Linked DNA regions of Macaca fascicularis: region 1 is linked to region 2. A link is a contact called in public Hi-C data. All regions are on one chromosome and are shown on one strand. The core of a region is the stretch at or near the end of the contact, and the rest is flanking DNA. Distances in the headings are between cores, read along the strand shown.

Region 1 (5,976 bases), core at 348-2,847, 67 kb after region 2:
GCCCAGAAAGAGGCAGATGTTTCCTAAAGGGTTCTGCCTGCCACGCCTGGGAGCTGCAGGACCAGGTTGCAGGCAGGCAGCAGCTAGGGTTTGGGAGGACACAGGCACGTGGACAGCCTCCTGTGGGAGCGCTGCGGATGAGGCAGCTGAGCTGAGAGAAGTGAAGTTTCTTCCCAGCCTCCTCCTCCACCCTTTGCTGCAGATCCCCAATGCTACAGCACAGTGCTAGCTGCATAAAGGTTGATTCATAGATGAGGGGATGCAGCTACATGCCACGCAGAGATGGCAGAAAGGACACAAGTGTGTGTGTTTGGAGGAGACTGTTTATTCAGGGAACTATATATATCAAACACAACCTTACTGGCAGACAATAGTGATTTGCCTAGATAATTTATGCAACCAAGTCAACTGGGCTGTGTAGAGCAAAAGGTGAGACTCATTTTTGAAAATGGGGTACTTCCCTTCAAGGTCTCAATTACAGGAGATGCTTTTGCACACAAAACATTCAGGCAACAATATCTGGGTATCTGCTCCAGCCTACTGTAACCAAAGAGAAAGAAAGGCCGGAATTAAAATGCAAAAGAAAGAAAGAAACTGTGTTTGGAGATAGGTCTGCTACAGTATAAACTTTTTCCTTTCTCTGGCTTACTGCTATAGCAAAACCTGATGGTTGTCTTTGTAAAAAACGTGTCTGTATCTAGGTCCCTGGCAGCGATTTGCCTCTGGGAGGGCCAGCAATCTATTTAATGACTCCATTGACGTCAATAGCATAACTGAAATACTTACTAACATGCATGATTCCAACTTTCAAGGGGAGGGTGGGTGGATGGTGTTTCTCAGCAGTACAAAAATGTGAAGTGGAGTCAACACGGAACGGACTCCACTGTTCAGGCAGCTAGTGAGAACTTAGATGCAGGTCTCATCGGTTTCATTCAAAGAGAAGAAATACTTATGCTAAATTTGCAAATTAATTTTGAACTAGTGAAATAACCATAATAAGCAGGATGTTATATTTGACAATACCTGCTTAAGGGAAACATTTTAACGTTTGCACTTTAGCTGAGGTATTAACGTTTTTATGACTACCAATACTTAATTTTAGATACGTATGAAATAACTGCAAATCAATATAAACAGCTCAATGTTGATGCTCTGTGGTAAACTTTCACAAGAGGGCTATTTTAGACAAAAACAATTATTACAAAACAATCATTTGGAAATTATTCTCAAAATAACTGGGGCTTTTCTGGTGCATTTGTGCTATCATTTTCTATGCAGGCTGTCTAAACACTAAAGGTGAGTAATTAAGGCAATTATTGCAATAATTCAGCACTCATAATTCAGAATAAGGAAGAAAACATCGTTTGATATTTCTGACTTTTTCTTTTTCCTTTCCTTTCTTTTCTTTCCTTTTTCTTTTTTCTTATAATTCCCTCCAATCCTTCCTTTATCATGACTGGTCACAGCTTTTGGTCACAAGATTGATTTTATTCCTATTTGTCCATAAGTGTTGTAATCTTGCCTGACAGTTCTTGCTTAATGTAGAAACCAAGCAAAGGTTCTGCTTATGCTGGGCCTCATTTCCAGTCATCTGATGCAGCACTGCTCTCAGGCTATTGCTGTGGTTCTCAGAGAGCCCGTTACCCATGCACACATAGACCCTGTCTCATCACAGGTCCTGAAAGCTCTGGCAAAAAATGAGAATGGAATCAATGTCATGACTTTCTGAATTCCTTAAAATCGAAGATAACTCACTGACCCTCTTGTCCACTACTTGAAGAGACCCTGCATCTGGTACACTCACATGAACCTCTGGAAGGATAGTCATAATCAAGTAAAGTTATGGGCAGAACCCATATGGAGAAATATGTTTCCAAAGAGAAAGCCTCTTCTTCTGTTTTATCAACTGGTAAAAAGCCAATTCCTCCCCAGAATGGCCTAGACACATATTAAAAGAAATGCATTCCGTGAGCACTGGAAAAACCTTAATTAAGCCTGTTTCTCACATAGGCCAACCTATTTCAGGCTTTACTGGAAAGCTCTATACTGTCTCATCAGATTTCTCCGAACACGGTCTTTTCTTGAAATGTATTCTAATTGGCTGGTGTTGAAAACCACCATAAATCAAGGCTATGGATATCCAGGCTTTCATATCGTTAGTATCTGCAGCAATCTGGCTTGAAGTCCTCAAAGTGATTCCCTAGTCATTTTGTTGCTATGGTTCGCTGTCATTTCCAGTGACCCATAGACTTCTGTGTTGTTTTTCATAACATCTCACCTGTTTCCAGTGATAATGTTTCTGCTCAGTAAATTTACTGATAAATTTTAGAAAAAGAAATTTAGTAGAGAGCACCCCACCTTATGTATCAAGTTGGCTGCTAAAATATTGTATACATGATACATATTATTTTACATTAAGACACATTTGTATGACTCAGATGTGCTAGTAATTAAAAGGATACTTCTCCAGTCCCTCTATAAAGCAAAAAAAAATCATTCTGTAAAGACAGTTGACACTTGATAATTTATCTTTTCAGTAAATTCTGACTGTCATGACATATGTATGATTACTATTGAAGAGCAAAGGATAGGATGGCGTGGCAAAAGGGGGACAATTATCACACACATGTGTGTATGCATGCACCCCATTTTCCTGTTGCAAATCGTTTTGGGACCCGAAATCCTGAGAATTACTTCAATTTTCTGTTGTGAATATGTACAGGTGACAGAATTCAAGTTCCTCCCTTGTTTTGGAGTTTTCTTTCTTCTTTTCTGTTTTTTTTCCTTTCTGTTTCAATCCTTGAGCACCATGTAGGGAGAGCCTGGAATTTATGCTTGTGAAAGGCAAAATGTGAAACAAATTCAGATGCTCATTAAACTATAACATTGGCATTTTCGACACCCCCAGGAGGATTTACTGTGTCTTTCTCCTCAACCTGGGAGCATATGACTTCCTCGTTCCTTCTGGGCTTAAAATTCTCCATTGCTCTACTCTGGCTTTCTTATTCGAAGTGCTAAATGCCAGCTTCTTAGATTTCACTCTTTTTGTTCAAAACCTATATGAACACACTAACATATATAAGCAGTTACAGAGTGTGTCTCAAACCTCTATTAACTTCAGTGCAATAACTAACTTTTCATAGAGAAAAAACACAATTTGAATACTTTTCACAGCAATAGAGATAAAAATATTGGCTTTTTATTAAAATTTTATTTTATATGTATTTTTCTTCACATAAAGTCCCTAAATTTTAGTATTTCTCCTGGTCAATTCAACACTTACTGTGTTCTTACTATGTGAAAATAATTACACAAAAGCACCACGAGTGATAAAAAGATAGATAAGCCATAGTCCCTGTCTTCAAGAGCTTTATCTCCAATGGGAGAGACATACAAGAAGCCTTGAATTAAATTAAATTGTTTAAGAGAATTAAATTGTTGCCATAGCAACTTTAATTGCTCCTTAATTTAAATAAGGAGCAATTATGACAACTTAAGAAAAAATAAGATGTCTTTGCAAAGGACATTTGCATTGAGCCATGAGAGCTGATAAGAACCTTGGTTGGATAGTGAGAAGAAGGGTATTTCTGGTGTGTGTGTGTATTTTTTTTGAGACGGAGTCTTGCTCTGTCACCTGGGGTGGGGTGCAGTGGCATGATCTCGGCTCACTGCAACCTCTGCCTCCAAGTTCAAGAGATTCTCCTGTCTCAGCCTCCAGAGTAGCTGGGACTGCAGGCACGTGCCACCACGCCTGGCAATTTTTGTAGTTTTAGTAAAGATGGGGTTTCACCATGTTGGTCAGGCTGGTCTTGAACTCCTGACCTTGTGATCCGCCCACCTTGGCCTCCCAAAGTGTTCAGATTACAGGCATGAGCCACCACGCTGGCCGAAGAAGGGTATTTCAGACGGAGAGTTTTCCTTTGATTTATCTATTTAATATTTCTGTTAATAATCAATTTATAAAAGTAAATGTACCAATTTACCATGGTTTCTGACTATTAGCTTTTAAAATAAATTGCATTTTTTCTCCTTTATATATTCAAAAAAATAAAGTGTTTTAAGATTTGGTATTTCTCTCTCTCTTTCTCTCTCTTCTTCTGAATTGCTCCTATACAAGAATAGAGATACCTAAGTCAGGCTTTCTGAGTAAACTGGGTTGTTGCTAAATCTGTTTAAATTATTGTAGATTTCTTGTACCTTTTATCTTAGATTTCAATTGAAATACATGAATTCAACGTCAGTACTGACAAATAAAAACCTGATCTTACTTTTTAAGCAGCACTCCAGTTCTCAATTCTGTTTGTTCTGAGCCACTTATTTTTCATTCCCCTTTAAAGTTTCTATTTAAACACACCTCTTTGTCATATGCTGATAAATATTAAAATAACAGGAAAAATCTGCCTGATTTATTTCAGCTGATAATAAGAACAAAACACGGGATGTGTGTCTCCTCCTTCCTTTCCTAACCGTGGCTAAACGTTAAGGAGATTTTGAAACCCATAATTACGTAATAATTGGTATCACTACATTCTCTTCCCAGTGAAAAGCCAGGATTTTTGTAGTTTGCCACAGAGACAGAAGGAAACAAATTGCCTGAGTGGTATTGTCATTTCTTTGCTCCATTGTTTGAGAAGACTTTATCAAAAGAAGCCTTAGTTGTCAAGCTGTAGTTGCTGTGCCAATAATCACAAAATGATCTTTCCAACCACATCTTTGGTTAATGAGCTAATTTACAGAACCATAAATTTTACATATTCTCCTAATGTTTGTCAGTATTTATTACAAGAAAAAGAAAACATTGTCTAAATATTCAAACTGATGTTGAATATTTGGCTAACAGAAATTTGTCTAACAGAAATGTGAGCAACATTGCCTCACTGGTAGGCCAATATGATGAAATGATTGGAGTTTCAAAACTACCTCCTTTGATCTCCAAGTATGTAACACGAGTTATATGTTAAAACACCCTATTTTGTTTCTTTCAATAACAGTTCTAAGGGAAATAGTACATGCAGCACGCCAGGTTTTTGAAGTTCATAGAGTACTATTTACTTCTTTGTATTTCATATCTCAGGGCTCTAGAGTAAACTCACCTTTACTTAATATCTTTCTTTCACTTTTTTTTCTCGTTCTCAATCTTTCTCTTATGAAAATATTTTTAAAAGCATGCACCACAAATACTTCAGAAGCCAATGAGCCAATAGAATCTGCTGCTTTTGTTCCCTTCTTTTAGAAGTTGAGCTTTTGCAATGCTTCCGTTATACTTATGATCAGGATACCAGAAAGAAAACACAACAACCAAGTAAGAAAGATTTTAAGTATGAAGCGCTGCTGGAAATAGAAAAGCGTGTGAGGCATTGTTAGGTGTCAGGCGTTAGGTGATCTCAGTGTGAGTTCATCTTAATTGTTTCTCCTGTGTTTTTTCTTAAACCTACTGCTACAATAGTAGGGAACAGATTTAGGAGAAAACATTATTTGGACGTTAACAAATGTCACAGAACTGGTTGCATTTTGTGTGAAGAAGAATTTCAGTTCAACACAACTCCATGGTGTTCCTTCAAGGTGACCCTTCCTCTCTGCAGCTCTCAACACACCAAGAGAAGTGGATGCACTGTTCTGAAAGATGAGAGGTTAAGTTCTTAAAAAAAAAAAAAACACCGTTGAGGAACAAAGTTGGATGCCCTCCAAGAGAAATGATTCTTGACCTGGAAAGAGCCTTTGGTTTCACACCTGGAAAGGATGTAGATTCAAGTGGGATCTATAGTTGACATTAAGAGGGAAACCACTAACATATCCGCAGGGGCCCTCAGGCCAGCATGGGGCACCTTAGGTCTTTGAGGTTAGCTCTCCTGTAGTTTATTGGGGCCATCAAGCTGAGGTCAAGCTGCACTGTCAATACAACTCTGCCTCCTGCTCCCCTTTGGGGAAGGAGCAGCATTACTCCACATTTATCATGTTCTGAAAGTCTGCAAATAC
Region 2 (6,123 bases), core at 2,936-5,435:
TAGTCATTTTTACTTCCTGGTATCTGTATTCAAATTTCATTTTTATAATTGCTTAAAGTTAAAACATTATGCACTACGCTGTTAGCAAAAAGTGAGGGGATGGCGGCCATGTAAAGTGTTTAATAATTAATTTAAAAATTATAATTATTTTGAGTAGCTAAAAAAATTAGAAGATGAAAGTGACTGAGCCATGAAGATACATTTTATTTTAATACATTTGCTAAACTTCAATCTTTGGGGGCTCTAGATTTCAAAAGTGATATATTTTAAAATTGCAAGTAATTAGCAGAAGGAAAAAAGTGACTGATGAACAGAATGGCATGATTTATAGCTTTAAAATCTACTCCATAAGAAGAAAAAATTATCAGGCACTTCCCAAAACAGAAACAAAAGAAACAGGAATTTTACTGTCTTCTTCATTTCTAAATAACTTAAGAGTCCTTTCTTTGTGGAAGCACTTGGCTACTTTAAAGTCAATCAAACAAAGGAAGTTACAGTGAAATATCCAAGAGACTAAACAGTTTGGCACCACTTGAGGGAAACATCACGTACAAGTGCGCAAGACAGAGAGGGGCTGGTAGGTCCCTGAAAAATGCTAGAGGGAAAGGATGCTCAGGAAAGCACATTGACAACTGGCACCGTGCCTTCAAGAGCGTGAAACCTATTGACTGAAGCACAAATTTGCCCTGGCATCTTCTTGTTTAGTAAGTCCTGGTTTCCAGATATCTGAGCTATCTCTACTTGTTGAGCACACTTTTACTCAGAAGAAAAATGTTTTGGAAGAAAAATGCAAATGCAAGCTCCACCCTTGGTTTTTCTTTCATAGATAACAATGGCATAGAACCTACGAGCCTTTTAGACTGGGACATATTTAAAAAAAAAAAAAAAAAAAAAAACCAAAAAAGTTTTAAAAAGATGAGAAAGAATTATTTTTTAAAAATAGAGACCAAACATTTATTCTGCTAATGTGTTGAATTCTATTTTTCAAGACTAGTGTTCTACATTTATATTTGACAATCTAAACATAGCTATTATTTTTTCCCTAATGTGGAGAAAGATGGTCACCTTAAAGTGATTTATGTATCAGATTTTGAGACTATTATGCTCTCTCGTCAGCTAACCAGAGGTAAAACAATCAAAGGCAATGTCCTCTTACTTCATATCTGCTTGCTTTTTGGAGACTTGCTCACTTGGGGACTTTCAAGTGAGTTAGGCAGAATGATTGGGTCAAATGGATTGCCATTGAGTAAAGGAAATGGTTCTGTTAAAACCAATGAAGAACTATTTAAATAAAACAAAACAGATTACAAATCAAACTTATTACAAAGCACCAAATAACCTTCAAACTCTGTGATTTGCTAAGTTTTGAGAAGACTAGAACTTGGAATACTGAATTGCACTAATACTAATACTCACTAGTACAACTCCATTTTGTCATAGAAAGAGTAACTGAAACATTGACAAAGAATAAATAGCTTAACCTTCTCTTTCATCTTTATTTGAAGACAAAGCCCAAGAAAAACAGTGGACATGTTACCTCCAAAAATTTCTCTTACATATTACTGAAGCATTAATTCTATTTTATGGTCATGTTCCATGCCTTGGAAAGGTTGTGGCATAAAATGAAATTGCCCCAATTATTTGAATGATAATATAAATTAAAAAAGTAAGAATAGCTTATCTCTATTTCCCTTTTTATTTTGAGAAGCAGGGAAAAAGGGAATTTGGGGGTAGTCTATAGTCCTTTGAACGAACCTTTATTATCTTATCTTAGGCCATGTTGGAGAATTTTAAGAAACAGATCTTGAAGTTAGCAAATTGATCTGAAATAGGAAATGGATTAGTTTAATACCATTATTTGCATTTTTATGAGCACTTTATAACCATTTTCTATAATTGTGATTGCTCTTTACCCTTATCTATGTTAGGAGACACTGCTTCCCAGGCAAGAAGACTGAGCCTAGGGCAATTAATGGCTATCCTAGAGGTTGTGAGTATGGTAGCTACAGAATATAAATTTGAACCAGGCCTCCCTAATGCTTGCCACAGTTGAAAGAACAAGATCACCCACCAACCAATCCAAAATCCCCTTAGAAGAATTACTAAATAACTCTAAACTTTTTTCTATCTTTATATGCCTCATTGGGATCATTGATAGTAAGTCAGATGAACTGGGTGTGATTCCTGGCTCTATGATTTACCTTAGGCAAGTTATTTCAACTTTCTATGCCTCACTTTACTCGTCTGTGAAGCAGGAATAATAACAGTACCTATTTCAAAGGGTTACTGTGAATATTGATTATAGAATGAGGTAAAGAGCTTAGCACAATGACTGCATACATCTGTAAAGGTAGTTCTGTTGTTTACTAATATTATTCAATCAATAAACTGAAGAGCTGAGTCTTTTCCAACTATTTTGTTTTACAGAAGAGAAAATGGAAAGATTCTAAATAGTTTTATTGTCTATAATACTATACCTAAGGGAAGGCAGAGCTAGAACTCAAACTCATGGCTTATTTCCAAGCTCTCTTCACTTTATTTTGCTCCCTCCATAATTTAGTCTATATAAATCTGAGCAGTAAAGAGAGAAAATTTGAACCAAAAAAAAAATGTATGAGTGCCCACCTGGCTACCAGAATTCTATTCTGCCCTCTAATCCAGGCTCACCTCTAACACACGTGGGGCTACAAACCATAAGTCTAAATATACAAAGATATACATTGAGCTATCTCCTTTACTTGTACTTTGACAGATATTCCTCCATAATAGCCTGGAAGGTCAGGTTGAATTTCAAATTCTTGAACTCCTTGGATATGGGTTGGCCCTCTTTCCCCATGCCCTTCCATCTCCAGGGACCTGTGAGCAGCTGGTGTGAGCCCTGGACCACCACCTGGTTGCCTAAATTCCTTCTACACAAGTGTCTTCACACCTGTCATTGCTGCCTCTTGGTTAAACTCCTTAGGTCTAAGGGTGTGTATGCCTGCAGCACATTCCAGGAAGAGGCTTGTATGGCTGGGAAGTGGGTTCAAAGCCATCTGGACAGAGAATGTGGGGGTCCAGCAGATGCAAAATGTAGTTTAGAGAGGGGAGCAAAGCTGCTCCCTTGGCCCGGCCAACTCCTCACTTCCTGGGATGGAGGGCAGCAGAAGGAAGGCCAGGCTAAGGCCCTCTGATTACAGCACAGAGCCCAGGAAAAGGATCCATCTTATGCTAGGGTGGCACTGCTGCAATCATATCATTACATTTTAGGCAAAAGTGGCATGAATATTCCTTTCAAGGACTGAACACCTGTCTACCTTCTCTCTTATGGAGCTCTAACATGAATCCACTGGCCAGTAAGATCTATTTCCTATCAGTTCTGCAGGAGCTGGCATTTTCCATAGTTATTGATTATTCAGTTAAATACAAAATGGTTTACCCCTCATTAGGGCAATCAGCCTGTCATGATCACCATCCAGTGTCATGCAGCCTAATTCCCAGCTGGCTTGGGGCCTGGTAGAATTGTGTGACTTTATCCCGCACACCCAAGAGCACTGGCAATTAGTTGCCTTCGTGCTCCCTGTTTAGTACTCTAGTATGGCTGCACCCGAAGAACTGGAAAAATAAGCCTGCATAGCCAGGAGGACTCACTTCCCCATGATGGTTATCTGTAGCCAACTTCACAATGCCTTAAGAGAAAAAGGACCATCTATCTCCCATTTCTATCTTAGCAAACATTTATTCAAGTGCTAGGTCCTAACACTTCATTCTAAACAAAAAAAAAGTACTAATACACAGGGCCACTCTTTTCAACAACAGAATATCCATTTTCACCCAGCAGCACCCAACCTTTGTACTACATATAAAACAGTCCCAGAGCAAAACCAATGGAGAACGAAAAGGACAGTGGAGGGCGTTTGTGGGGGAAGTGAAGACAGTGACTAGTTGCTTGAACATAGCTCCTTTCTGAATACCACAGCATGTTCATCCTTTGAAAAACATTTAGCATTCTGGGTAAGAATGACCCTTTTGACGTTTTTCACCTGAAAATTCTAGGTGAGAAACTAGGTTTCTCAGTACAATGAGGGAAGGAACACCTCCCCATTCCCCGTCAGTCACAATTAGCCTCCCTAGGATTGTTCTGGGTTGCTCCTTCCTCAGCCACTGTTGTTGCAACCCTGTACTTTTCTGACTGCGTCTGTCAGGAAGGAGACAGGAAATTCTAGTCACCCTCACAGCAGCTGCGCCATTCCTCCTATCCTCCTCTAATGACGTCGGTTGGCTTTGGTGACACGAGGTCAGGAACTGAGCCACAGTGAAGGTCAGGAAGATAGGTCACTGTTTATGCCGTTGCTGGGCTGGGGACCCTGCTGAGGCTATTTGCTTTCTTCCTTTCTATACTGTTTCTCTTTCCGTTCCTCTTTTTATAATGGAGAGCCAAAGCATCCTGTTTTCAAAACATCTGACTGTTTTGCCACTGAGGAACTCATGCTCTGATGCATTTTGCTGAAGTGTAAGACAATTCTTCTAATTCAGGAGGTGATGAAAATTGAAACACAAAATTAATGAACAATTCTAAGAAGGCAATCTATCGTTAAGCAAAACAGCTAGCTCTAACATGTCTAATCGAATTTGGGCAGCTGGCAGGAGGTTCACTAGCCATCCTTTTCATGTTAAATAACAATACCATTGCCTTGTAAAACTTCTGCTGAACTTATTCCATCTTCTAGTAATTCTTGGAGGAAAATAATTTACAAGACTAAAGTACCTGGCAGCATCGTTCTCTAAAATTCTGGAATTCCATTTGGACCATGGCCAGCATTAAGGGATCAGAGAAATTTGGGCCAAAGAGAGGACGATGTTTCTCATCTAACTCTCTGGGCTATGAAATACATTTGAGAAAGTCTTTTAGGAGATTTGAGTCACTCAGTTTTCTTCAGAATTTAAAGGATTAAGGAAAACAAACAAACTGAAAAAGCACAACCCTAGCTAGATGAAGTAAAGATGAAAGATGCTTGCTCTTCCTCCACCAAACACAATTAACTCTCTACCAGTGGCATGTAGACTGCACTTATGTAATTCCCAAATACCCCTCAGCATTACACGATTTCACCTATCACCATTCTTAAGATCAGATATTGCAAACAAAACTTAATGGGCACTTAGCTGAAACAGAACTAGGAACACAGAGTTTTTGCAAAAATGTAGTGGATACTGCTGATAGGTACACGCCCTCTATAACATGTCTTCACATCACTTCCAGATCTTAAACTCAGAGACTTTTACCCTGGCTCCTTAGTTGATAAGGGTAAGCAAAATATGGCCAAATAAGACTACATAGTAATGGGAGTGATGATCAGGATAAAGTTTTAAAATGTCAACTTCAACTTGGATGGAAATCTCAGATAGTTTCAACAACATTGAAAAGTGAATATGCAATATAATTTTTTTTTTTTTTTTTTTTTTTTGCCACGGATAATTCAGTTCCCAAAGAACGGGTGCAGATCAATTTCTTTCTGGTGGTCACAAAAATGTTTGCATTGCATTATCTCGAACTCCTGGGCTCAAGCAATCCCAAAGTGCTGCCTCAATCTCCCAAAGTGCTGTGGTTACAGGTGTGAGCCACCACACCCTGGCCTCATTGCCTTATATCATACGTGTCATGGTGCATGTTATGCTTAAGTTTAACCTGAGACAATTATCTGAATAATCAATAATCTTTTAAAAGGTAGTAAAAAGAGATATTTTTAAAATTTATTCTTAGCTGTCAGTTGGGCATCATTCATGCACTAAATAATTGCTTTGCCTGACAATCTTTCCACTGTAGATCTAGAAAATGACTGAGGCTGCATGCTTTTTACTTAAGCTAACTGTGTCAGCATTGAAGGTTAGCCCTTTTGTTAGGGTTAGCTCTATTCAACTTTCATTGCTTCCTGCACACAACACCATAAAGGAGGAGCGGAAGCCTGAGGGATTGGAATCCTCACCCGTATCTACAGAGTGCCTGGTCTCAGAGCCTTACTAACTACTATGCTGAATAAGATTGTTTTTATAAATTTGCAAGACAGTCAATGTCTATTTCCAGCACTCTAGGCATGAATGGGATTAGAATACTACAGCATATTGACACTCAAAATGAAAATT

The links. Hi-C and Micro-C count contacts between places; a contact is called where the count stands out from the background.
Region 1: a contact with region 2 is called in a Hi-C map of liver, with 4 times the contacts expected there. The contact joins two enhancer-like sites. A contact is called at or near these places in 2 of 2 Hi-C or Micro-C datasets (liver and skeletal muscle).

The regions. Positions count from the first base shown.
Region 1 is chr1:168,405,369-168,411,344 of T2T-MFA8v1.1, forward strand. The region is part of intron 6 of PDE4B (phosphodiesterase 4B); the gene reads right to left. Among named protein-coding and RNA genes, the nearest start is that of SGIP1, 270 kb to the left of the region's middle. Within about 2 kb of position 1,598, at least 5 of the 6 cell types and tissues checked have an H3K27ac peak or open chromatin away from gene starts, as enhancers often do. A contact at or near this core is called in liver, where this site is marked.
Region 2 is chr1:168,335,691-168,341,813 of T2T-MFA8v1.1, forward strand. The region is part of intron 7 of PDE4B (phosphodiesterase 4B); the gene reads right to left. Among named protein-coding and RNA genes, the nearest start is that of SGIP1, 200 kb to the left of the region's middle. Within about 2 kb of position 4,186, at least 2 of the 6 cell types and tissues checked have an H3K27ac peak or open chromatin away from gene starts, as enhancers often do. A contact at or near this core is called in liver, where this site is marked.